2 separate regions of the Mus musculus genome follow, and region 2 is linked to region 1. Evidence: chromatin contacts called from public promoter capture Hi-C data. All regions are on one chromosome and are shown on one strand. Each heading gives the region's core, a stretch centred on a gene start, on an enhancer-like site or on the middle of the called end of the contact. The rest is flanking DNA. Distances are from core to core; before and after follow the strand shown.

Evidence for each region. Promoter capture Hi-C pulls out the DNA fragments that hold promoters and counts their contacts.
Region 2: a contact with region 1 is called in a promoter capture Hi-C map of the 3T3-L1 cell line, with 3 times the contacts expected there. The contact joins the promoter of Fkbp11 here to the enhancer-like site in region 1. A contact is called at or near these places in 2 of 39 promoter capture datasets (the 3T3-L1 cell line and embryonic stem cells), 2 of 115 datasets of contacts at active chromatin or transcription factors (T-cell acute lymphoblastic leukemia and extraembryonic endoderm stem cells) and 1 of 9 other capture datasets (liver).

What each region holds. Positions count from the first base shown.
Region 1 is chr15:98,506,493-98,511,887 of GRCm38.p6, forward strand. No RefSeq gene overlaps it. Among named protein-coding and RNA genes, the nearest start is that of Snora34, 11 kb to the right of the region's middle. Within about 2 kb of position 4,144, at least 97 of the 459 cell types and tissues checked have an H3K27ac peak or open chromatin away from gene starts, as enhancers often do. A contact at or near this core is called in T-cell acute lymphoblastic leukemia and liver, where this site is marked.
Region 2 is chr15:98,725,239-98,730,673 of GRCm38.p6, forward strand. It overlaps Fkbp11 (FK506 binding protein 11), which reads right to left and starts at 2,960. Exons shown (of 6, transcript NM_024169.4): 1 at 2,719-2,960; 2 at 2,445-2,510; 3 at 1,973-2,060; 4 at 1,662-1,695; 5 at 1,246-1,316. The coding sequence starts at 2,847.

The sequences.
Region 1 (5,395 bases), core at 2,894-5,393:
TTTCATATGAATACTTTCCCCTTGGCTCAATCTCAAAATAAGACGAGTCCTTGTCTTATACTGGTGTTGAAACTTTTGTCTGAAACAAATCATCCCCCAGGGAATCAGGGAGTCCAGAAGGAGAAGGAACAAAAGGCAGGACTGTTAAAAATAAACGATTAAATCCAAGTTTTCCTTTCCCAGCCCTGGCTCCTGGAATGACAACTCTGAGACTAAATATTTATTAATAAATGCTTAGGACAGGCTGGAGAAATGGCTCAGAGGTTAAGAGCACACCGGTTGCTTTTCCAAAGGTCCTGAGTTCAATTCCCAGCAACCACATGGTGGCACACAGCCATCTATGATGGGTTCTTGTGCCCTCTTCTGGCTTGCAAGCATACTTGCAGGCATAATAAATTAGTTTATTTTAAATTTATTATTTATTTATTTATTCCTTAAAAAAGAAAGAAGCCGGGCGTGGTGGCACAGTTCTTCCAGATACCTCAGCTATTAAAACACCTCTCCTGAGCGGGGTGTGGTGGCGCACGCCTTTAATCCCAGCACTCGGGAGGCAGAGGCAGGCAGATTTCTGAGTTCGAGGCCAGCCTGGTCTACAAAGTGAGTTCCAGGACAGCCAGGGCTATACAGAGAAACCCTGTCTCAAAAAAAAAAAAAAAAAAAAAAAAAAAAAGCCACCTTTCCTTTGAGGTAGAATGTGAAGCAGAGGAGGGGGCTCACTGTGGGCTTGGCACTGTGCTCAGAGCTTCCCGCTAACCCACTTCATTCACAAAAACCCCAGGAAGGGGGTACTATCATTGCAGTAGTTTGTATCTGGAATGTTTCAATGGCCCACAATTTTAAGGCTTTAAGATGAAAAAAATCTCTAAGAGATGGTCTGCTCACAACTACCTGATGGGTGTTGTGAATCTCTTATAAACATCACCTGTCAATAAAAAAGCCGATGGCCAATGAGCTGAGGCAGGAAGTAGGAGGTGGGACAATGGCAGGAACAGAGAGGATTCTGGGTAATAGTAAGGGATAAAAGAGAGACCATGTGAGAGCCGCGAGAGATTGGAGAGGAGATGGGACTGAGGAGAAATGAAAACCATCAGTGTTTGCACAGCAGGAGTCTGTGTCCATCCTCTGTGTTACCACCAAGGCCACGCAGACATCCCTGCTCTTAGCTGCCACCTGGGGCCGTGTTGATGTCCAAGGGCTGGCGCTCTCTCTCTCTCTCTCTCTCTCTCTCTCTCTCTCTCTCTCTCTCACACACACACACACACACACACATACACACACACACCTACACCTGAGTAGCACTGCAGAGCTGGCCCTGGTGAGGACTCAGTGAGCCAGCCCCAAGGCAAAAGGGCCAGAAGAGCTGGTCCTGCCTCTTGCTGGCTGCTACAGGCAGGAGACCTGCCCCACCTCTCACCTAGGCAAAGCAGGAGAGCTGACCTTTGTGGCACAGGGGCAGGAGAGCTGATGGGCAGAGCAACTCAGCTTCTAACTACACCCAGATCCAGGGTTTTGAGTTGACCACCCCAACATATACCCCATCTATGAACTGCTGGAGCGTGAGACGGGGCTGGTCCTGAAGACCCAACACTACAGGACCACGGTGACACAGGGCAACACCAAGATAACTGGACTGGCTGGTTTTGTGTGTCAACTTGACACCAGAGGGAATTATCACAGAGAAAGGAGCCTTGAGGAAATGTCTCCATGAGGCATTTTCTCAATTAGTGATCAAGGGAGAAGGGCCCAGCCCATTGTGGGTGTTGCTATTCCTGGGCTTGGGTTCTATAAGAAAGCAAGTTGCATAACCCAGGGGAAGCAAGCCAGTAAGCAGCATTCCTCCATGGCTTCTACATCCATTCCCGCCTGTGTGAGTTCCTGTGCTGACTTCCTTTGGTGATGAACAGCACTGTGGAAGTGTAAGCTGAATAAACCCTTTCCTCCCCCACTTGCTTCTTAGTCATAATGTTTTGTGCAGGGATAGTAATCCTAAGACAAATTGGTACCAACCTGACCATTCCTGTGACAACCTGACCATGTTTGGGGGAGGACTGTAGGAAGACTTTGGAAGTTTGGGTTAGAAGAGCCATTGGGATGTTAAGAGCTCTGTGGGATGTTGTGTAGGAGCTTGGGAGATGATGTTGAGAACAGTGCAAATGATGGAGGCCTGGCTTGTGACATTTCAGAGGGAAGATTAAAGGCTCTTATCAGGGCTATTGCTATTTTGATTGTGAAGATTCTGTGGTTTTGTTAGCTGGGGCTGAAGAATCAGCTGTGATTAACAAAATACTAGAACTACTAAAGCAAAAACTTTGCATTACTGGGACTATTGATGCTGGTTAGCTGGAGCTAAGAAATTAGCGGTGATTAAGAAGAGACCAGCATCATTGAGGTGAAATCTTCTGGGAAGTGTTTTCTGAGAGCACAGAGACTGTGTTCCAGAGATAGACAAGATTTTACCTTGTGCTGTGGCTGGACTTGGTAATGTGTAAGAGTCACCCAAGTGGTACTGGTTTTGAAGGCATGAAGGGGTTATGCAGAGCAGCTGAGGCTCGGCACTGTGAGAGGCCACGGAAGGCCATTGGTGAGGGTGTAGCCTCAGTTGCAATTGATGGCCCAGGACTTGAAGGGGTCACACAAGGGAGTTGATGTTTGGCACCATAAAGAGAGCTTATGAGAGGCCATTGGTGAAGCCCAGTTGCAGCAGAAGACAGCAGTGTTTTGGAGATGCCAGTACCATGAGATGACCACCAAGAGCAGCAACAGCAGTGGAGTGCAGGCAGCTGGAACCTAGAAGACAAGGTTTAGCTCAAAGGGCAAAGCTAGAAAGTGATTCAAGCCCTTGGAGGAGTCCCCTCCAAGAGCACTGGATATTGTTTGTTTGTTTGTTTGTTTGTTTGTTTGTTTTGAGACAGGGTTTCCTCTGTGTAGCCATGCCTGTGCTGGAATTCTGCAGACCAGGCTGGCCTCACACTCAGAGATCTGCCTGCCTCTGCCTCCTGAGCGCTGGGATTAAAGGCATGTGCCACCATGAGCCTTAATGGCAACTTGGTTTCAGTTCCCAGAACCCACGTGGCAACTCACAACCATTTATAACTCCAGTTCCAGAAGATCAGAAGCCCTCTGCTGGCCTCTGAGTGCATTAGGCACATATGCACTACACATGCACACATGCACACAAAACATCCATACACATAAACTTTAAAAAAATGTTTTTTTAAAGAAAAAATGTAAAGCAAGCTTCTAGACTCTTTTTTGTAAACATTCAGTCTTGCATTTCACTTTGGAAAGTGGCCTCTGTTATCAGCAGACTCATATGAAGTGAATATGAAAAGACACTCCCATTTAATCCCCCGGAACATACTTCTAACATTTCATAAAGCACTGTTAGAAGCTGACGGTATGGCAGAGCAGTGGTGGTGCACGCCTTTAATCCCAGCACTTGGGAGACAGAGGCAGGAGAATTTCTGAGTTCGAGGCCAGCCTGTTCTACAGAGGAAGTTCCAGGACAGCCAGGGCTACACAGAGAAACCCTGTCTTGGAGGAGGAGGAGGAGGAGGAGGAGGAGGAGGAGGAGGAGGAGGAACTAGAATGATGATAGAATAGATAGATAGATAGATAGATAGATAGATAGTAGTTAGACAGATGGTAGGGATAGATGGATATTATTGATAGATAAATAGATGATAGATAACAGAAATGTGTAATTATATAGATATCGGTATAATGATACAAAGTGACCACCTTGGGCCTTTCCCAGGACACCAAATCCCCACCCCCCCGTCTCCAAACCACAGAAAATAGTAGGGCTACATAAATATTCCTGGGGTAATGCTACATAAATATTCCTAGGATAACATGATACAACAAATGTCCATCGCTGATCTTCCAAGGTGAAAACGAATTGCTCTTGATGCACTGCGTAAGGGCACTGACCCAAAGTCAAAGACAGTTCTCACACACACACACACACACACACACACCACACACACACACACACACACACACACCACACACACACACACACACACACACACACACACACACACACACACACACACACACACATTCACATGCCCCCACTCCACATGACAGACTCTGCGATACAGGCTTTCTCCAAATGCCGCGAAGACCACACGGGGGCGCTGTCGGGCTGTGTTTTGCCCATAGTTCATCAACTTATCTCCCAAGCAACCAAGCCTTTGGTGGGCAGGGGTGGTTCAAGACCCGAAATGTAGACACATTTACAAAGAGGTGTGTCGGAGCAGCCAGCCTCGGTCCCACGCAGCATCAGTACCTGCAATGCAAGCAGCGGCAGGTCTGGGGATTGAGGGAGCACGCCACTGCACGGTCCACAGAAGCCAACTGTTTCCAGCCCCTGCTGACCCCATGTGTTGTGCTGAACATCCACCATGGTCCCTAGAGGAACTGTTTACAATGGGAAGCCTGGCGCACTCTTAACTCTCAGACTATCCGCATTGTAGAGTTGTGTTTATTAACCGTCTCTGACGTTTCACCAGCATCGGCTCCATAATAAAAGGCGTCCCAGTGGTCACCTGGATCATTAGCAAGTGTTATCCCCGATTCTGTGGTCCCAGGACCTGTAAGCTTTGCTTTCAAGAATAGGTTATAATGGAGGCTAATTTTTTCTGCCTCCTACGCAGTCAGCAGGACACTTCACTATCTGCCTTGTCCCAGAGACTCAGTAACCAGATCCAGAGTAACTCCCCTGGGCTTTCTCTTGCTTTCCAAGTTCCTGCAAAGCCATTATAGTACAGGGAATATAAGCACATTTATCCTGTGGCTGTTCTCTGCTCCCGCACTGGACACCTTTGGCCCAGGCGCTACTTTCCTATTTCCCTAGCCTGGAATACAGCATCGCGTGGGACTTGCCCAGAGTCTGTTTTATTTTTTATTTAAAATAAAGAGGGGGGGGTGTTAATGAATTCATTCTCTAAAGCACAAGCAGACGCTTTTCATTTCTCTCTCAGTTCCCATTTTGTGCACTTCCGCTTCTCAGCACATTGTCTTGAGAACGCGGATTCTGTACTTCCGTGGGTGGGCTCGCATTGCTTTCTTCCCCGGCGTTAGGGATAGATAGTCCCATGGCACATGTGTGCTCTGCCTCTGAGCTACAGGCACAGGCAGTCCTTGAGTTATGAACACGCTTCCAACATCCTTACTTTGTGATTGTTTACCACAAATGGAAATTTAAGTGAGGCTTCCTGGCCTTAGAGGAGGTGAAAGATTTTTCTGTTTGTTTAGGTTTTTTTTTTTTTTTTTGCTTTTGCTTTTGAAACGGTTTCTCTGTGTAGCCCTGGCTGTCCTGGAACTTGCTCTGTAGAATAGATTTGCCTCGAACTCAGAGACCTGCCTACCTCTGCCTCCTGATGACAGG
Region 2 (5,435 bases), core at 1,710-4,209, 220 kb after region 1:
TGCTCAGCCATCTGTCTCACCCCACAAGTGAGCATCTGTATGTATATGAATCTTCTACACCAAATAGACCCCGGCTCCAAACAGCCAGGTGGATGGAATTTAGGGCTAAAATGAACTAGAATAAAAAGCAGACATCCTTAAAAATCCCACCAACCATGAGCACATGCAACTTGGTTCTTGGCAGATTTTCGAATAAGGGCTTTGGAGAGGAGGAAAGATACTCGTGAGGGAGCAGAGGAGCGGGAGGCCAAGGCAGGGAGGTTCCAGTGGGAAGGGCAGGATTTTTCTGAGAGTTCTGTTCTGTTTTACTCTTGACACAGGGTCTCTCGAGTCAGTGGCCCTGGCTGTCCTGAGACTCACTATGTAGACCAGGCTGGCCTTGAACTCACAGAGATGGACCAGCCTCTGCCTCCCAGGTGCACCACCACTCCTGACTTAGTTTTGTTTTGGAGGTTTTTTTGGTTTTTTTGTTTGTTTGTTTTTGTTTTTTGTTTTTTGAGACAGGGTTTCTCTATATAGTCCTGGCTGTCCTGGAACTCACTCTGTAGACCAGGCTGGCCTCGAACTCAGAAATCCACCTGCCTCTGCCTCCCAAGTGCTGGGATTAAAGGCATGCGCCACCACCACTGCCCGGCCTCACTCCCAACTTGTTAAGAGAGACTTTGTGGGGCTGGCGAGATGGCTCAGCAGGTAAGAGCACTGACTGTTCTTCTAAAGGTCCTGAGTTCAAATGCCAGCAACCACATGGTGGCTCACAACCACCCATAATGAGATCTGATACCCTCTTCTGGTGCTTCTGAAGACAGCTACAGTGTACTTATATTCATAATATATATGTATAATAATAAATAAATTAAAAAAAAAAACAGAAAGACTTTGCTTGGTCCTCCCTACTCTCTTCCAGGGCCCCCTACAGGCAACACTGGTGTAAGAATCTCGTGTGAAGGTGAATTCTAGGAGTCAAGGTCAAGTAGCCAGCTATACTTTGGTGCTCTGGGATAAGTAGTGTAGGCAGCAGGACCCACGTGGCTCAAGCCGGTGCCAAAAAGTCACCAGCTGTCTACAGCCAGGTCAGGTGGCCTTCACAGGTGCTTTATAGCCTCTCCTGGAGAAAAAGTGGCCTTGAAGGAGGAGCCCCAGCTCAATTCTTTCCTGAGATTTGATCTGGACTTTTTCAAGCTCGAGACAGAGCAGAGGTTCTTGGGACTGTGTGTGACAGGCAGGAGAAAGGCCTGGTTAGGTTACCTGGGATAGATGGCGGGTACCCTCGCTTTCCATAAGCCAGGTGAGAAGGAATGACTGCTCTTCGCTTCTCTCTGAGGGAAGGAACAGGGATTGCAGGCAGGAGGGGGGTGAGCTGGCAGCCTCAGCCCATCTGAAGTGCCTTACCCCCCTCCTCAGATAGCGACACCAAAATATGAAATTCTCCACCTGACAGGTGGATCAGCAAAGTCACCAATCTCCCCACAGCACTCAGCCTCCCCCAACAAAACTGACAGCTGGAGAGATGCCCTGGGGGGGGGGTTCCCATTAACCTGCACCTCTCCAGTATGAAGTCAGGGGCCCTTTACTCTACAACGTCCTGCCACTGGAGAAGGGATGACAGAGAAACCTTCTACCCGGAAAAAGGAGCAGTCAGGCCCCGGCCTTCAGATACTCACCCCACACACATGTCCAAAAGGCTCTGCTCCAGACCTTGAGGAAGAAGGCAAAACTGAACTAGAAGCTACATATCTTCCCCACAGTACCCAAGAGGAAAATCAAAGGCTCCCCGTCATCAAATGAGCTTAGCTCCACTTCTCAGACTCTCTGCCGCAGTGATGTGTGGGGCAAGAAGAGTGTTAGAAGTGGAGTCTGAGGTAGCGGGAGAGCCTTGGGATCCTTTTCATTCTAGCGGCTGTTCCAGAGCAATACAGCCGGCAAGCAAGCAAGGGCTTAGGCTAGGGAGAGGTCAGAGGCACGGGGCACATACCTGGAATCACCTGCTTTTGGCCGAGTTCTATGACCAGAGGATCTCTGGTCAGAGAAGTGTCAATAATGCGTCCATCTACCAAACTGCCCTGAAGACAAAAAAAAATGGTGGGTCTAAACCCACCATTCTTCCCACAATTTGGGACCACCCGGAAGGAAGCAACCCCTTTAACAAACTTGTGTCCTGTCCCCATCTCCTTCCACCCACCACCACCATGGGCAAGAAGGAACAGGAAGCCCCACGGGGCTGGCGCTTCTTGGAGCTCTCTCTATCCTTCTTTTCTCAGCGCTGGAGAGGAATCGGCAGAAAACAAGGAAGAAAGAGAAGCAGGCGAGAGGACGCCCCCACGTGCGGGCTGATCCTAGGACTCAAGTTCTCTAGGATAGCTTGCCACGTGTCCAAGCCAAAGCTGACGTGTTTCAGCCGGGCGCCGCCCCTCCCAGGCCACGCCCCGGACCCCCAAGCCCCTCACCGTGTAGTGTATGTGGAGCGTGTCTCCAATGGCAGCAGATTCCGTGCACGATTCAGGGGGCTGCACCTACGATCAGACTACAAGGGTCAAGGCTGCTCCTCCTAAGCTCCTCTGGAGACCCAGCACCTTTTCCCCCAACTCAGTTCCTTCGCTTCTTTCCTCTTCACTCTCACAGGACCATTTAGAGTCCCAGGCTTCCCCGCGATCCCTGGCCGTAAAGGGGAACGGCGGGACATGGGGTGGGGGGAGGGGAGTGGCACCACAGTCTCCTCACCAGGGTCTCCACTTGGAGGGTCCGGACAGGACTTTCGGTTTCTGGCCCAGCCTCAGCCCGGCACACCGCCCCACTGAACAGTAGCAGCAGTAACAGCTGGAGTGGTAGGAGCAAAGGGCTCAGGGTCATGATTGGACCGGGTCAGAGCACCAGGATACCAGGGCAGGCTGTTCGGGTGCACGCGACCAGGACGGGTTCCCTCACTCCAGGCCAGACTGGTATGGGCGGGTTTTCAAGGCGCTAGCTCCTCCTCCTCCTCCTCTTGCAGCCCTCCCTCCACTTTGTCCCCACCTCCTAGAGGGGAAGAGACTGCAGAATTCCCTAACCTGTGATGGAGGTCGCGGATGGTGACCCATCTAACAGTCTTTCTGACCCATGACGACGGCTGGATCATGTAATAGCACATATTTGCCATTACCAACTGTAAAGAGGGGCGTTCGTTTGTCTCTAACCTGCGAATGGCCAGGAAAGGGAGGCACACACTTGTCCCCATTTCATAGCTAGGGCACTTGCCCAAGGTTAACATGGCAACTGGTGACAGTACTCAAGCACAGGGCTAGCATTTGTGCTCTGCTCGGTCTTCTAAGATCTGTCCCTTTCCACTAAGCCCAGAGGCAGGTGTCCAAGTCGGCTGACCCTTCACACTCCTGTTCATTCTGCTCTCGGGTATGTCCAGAAAGAGCTGGCGGCTTCTCCAGCCTCCTGTCTTGGGAAGCATTACGGGGCATCTTCCTGTAAAAAGTGATCCATCACAGATCTTCTCCTACCAGCAATGGCGTTTCCTTCCTGTTTTCCACAAATCCTTTTCACAACAGCAGCACGGACACCAGTCTTGTGTTTATGCAAGGACTTCAGTTTTTAAAGGGGGCTCAAGTAATTTTAGGCAGCCTTACCAGTTTCGAATTTCATGGTCTGAACACTCACTGACAACCTAAGCTGTGGTACCCAGCTCCTGGTCACTCACTCAAAGGCTGTCTGGCATGGTGTCCTTCCATACCATATTTATTCTCAGGCTGTTTCTTGGTTCGTTGTCTTCTTTAGCATTGATACCGGTTGTAAACACAATTCCACCTGTGTGTCTGGCCAGCAGCTCAGACTACACACACACACACCCAACACACACTTCCTCTTATTTGGAAGAACCTGACCTCCCTGACCTGGCTGTCTTGGTGGTTCTCCTGTACCGACATTCTGAGATTTCTTCCATCTCTAATACCCAACCAGTTTCCTTTGGGATTTCCTCTTCCAGCCCCATTAGCGAGTGCCTCCATATATAATGCTATCATTCTAATTAAGCTCTCATGTTCTCTGGGGGTGGCTTTGTGGTATTGGGGATCCAGTCCAGGCAGGGCTCTGCTCATACCTGGCAAGCGCCTTAGTTAACACCCCTAACCCAGGAATTATTTTTTAAATGCTCATTGTCAGAGGCTGGATAGATGGCTCAGTGCTTAAGAGAGTTTGCTGCTCTTCCAAAGACCAATTCCCTGCACACACATCAGATGGCTCAAAAAGTCTGTAACTCTAGCTCCAAGGACTCCAATGCCCTCGTCTAGTGTCCATATACACAATAAAAATAAATCTTAAAAAAAAAAAAGCAAAACCCTGCCTTCCAGATGTTGTGGTACACACCTTTAATTCCAACACTCAGGGGGCAGAGGCAGACAAATTCCTGAGTTTCAGGCCATGTAGGACTACACAGTCAAACTCTCTTTAAAGAAGCAACAAAAACAAAACACTGGAACCTGAATTGGTACAGTGGGATAGGGTGGTGCACACCTTGAACCCCAGCATGGCTACATAAAACCCCCCTCAAATACTAACTGAAGCCACAGGCGGCAGGAATTCCTGGGGTTGGTAGCATGCTGTGTCTTGAGGATATGGGGTTTTATAGATGCACTTTAAACCCGTCAAATGTGTGCCTAACTTCTGTGCATGTGGCTAGGGAGGTAGCTCAGTGAGAGAATGCTTGTTTTGTTTTGGTTGGTTGGTTTTGTCTTTTCCACACTAGGTTTCTTTGTGTAAACCTGGCTGGCTTGGACCTTGCTCTATAGACCAGGCTGTCCTGGAACGCAGAGATTTGTCTGCCTCTGCTTCCTGAGTGCTGGGATTAAAGATGTGTGCCACTTTCTACCAGGCGCTTTATTCCTAGAGTATAATTCCCAAGCACCAAAAATAAATGAATAAAAATATAATATAAAAAATGTGCACCTCACCATATGAATATATATTTGAGCAAATACAAAACTACACTTCAAAATCTCTCTGGGAAACTAGAAAGTTGTGGCTAACAGACATAGACACAAGTATTGAAAGCACTGTTTTAGGCTCCTGAAAGGGTACCAACATAGTCAGGAAGCCGGTCGTTTCATGCTCCACTGTCAGCAGTGGGCCCCCTCCCTTCCTGTACCCGGAGAGTACATGAGAAGTTAAGATGAGTTATGCTCTAGCAATCAGCTGATCACAAGGAGGGAGGGAACGCAGGTCCTTCTTGGATTTGAACCACAAAGATGGAAGCCTAAGTAAGAAGAGACCCACCATGCTAGCCCAGGGTTACCTACCACCAAACACCTTCTAATAGAGAGGGAGTTCTATCTCCATCCTGACCCCCAAGCGTCTCTCAGATCACTCTCTACACTGCTCCGTGCGGTCATATCGCTAAAAGCTTACATAATTCCATACCAACTGATAAACAGAATTGAGTCCTTGACAATTAAAAA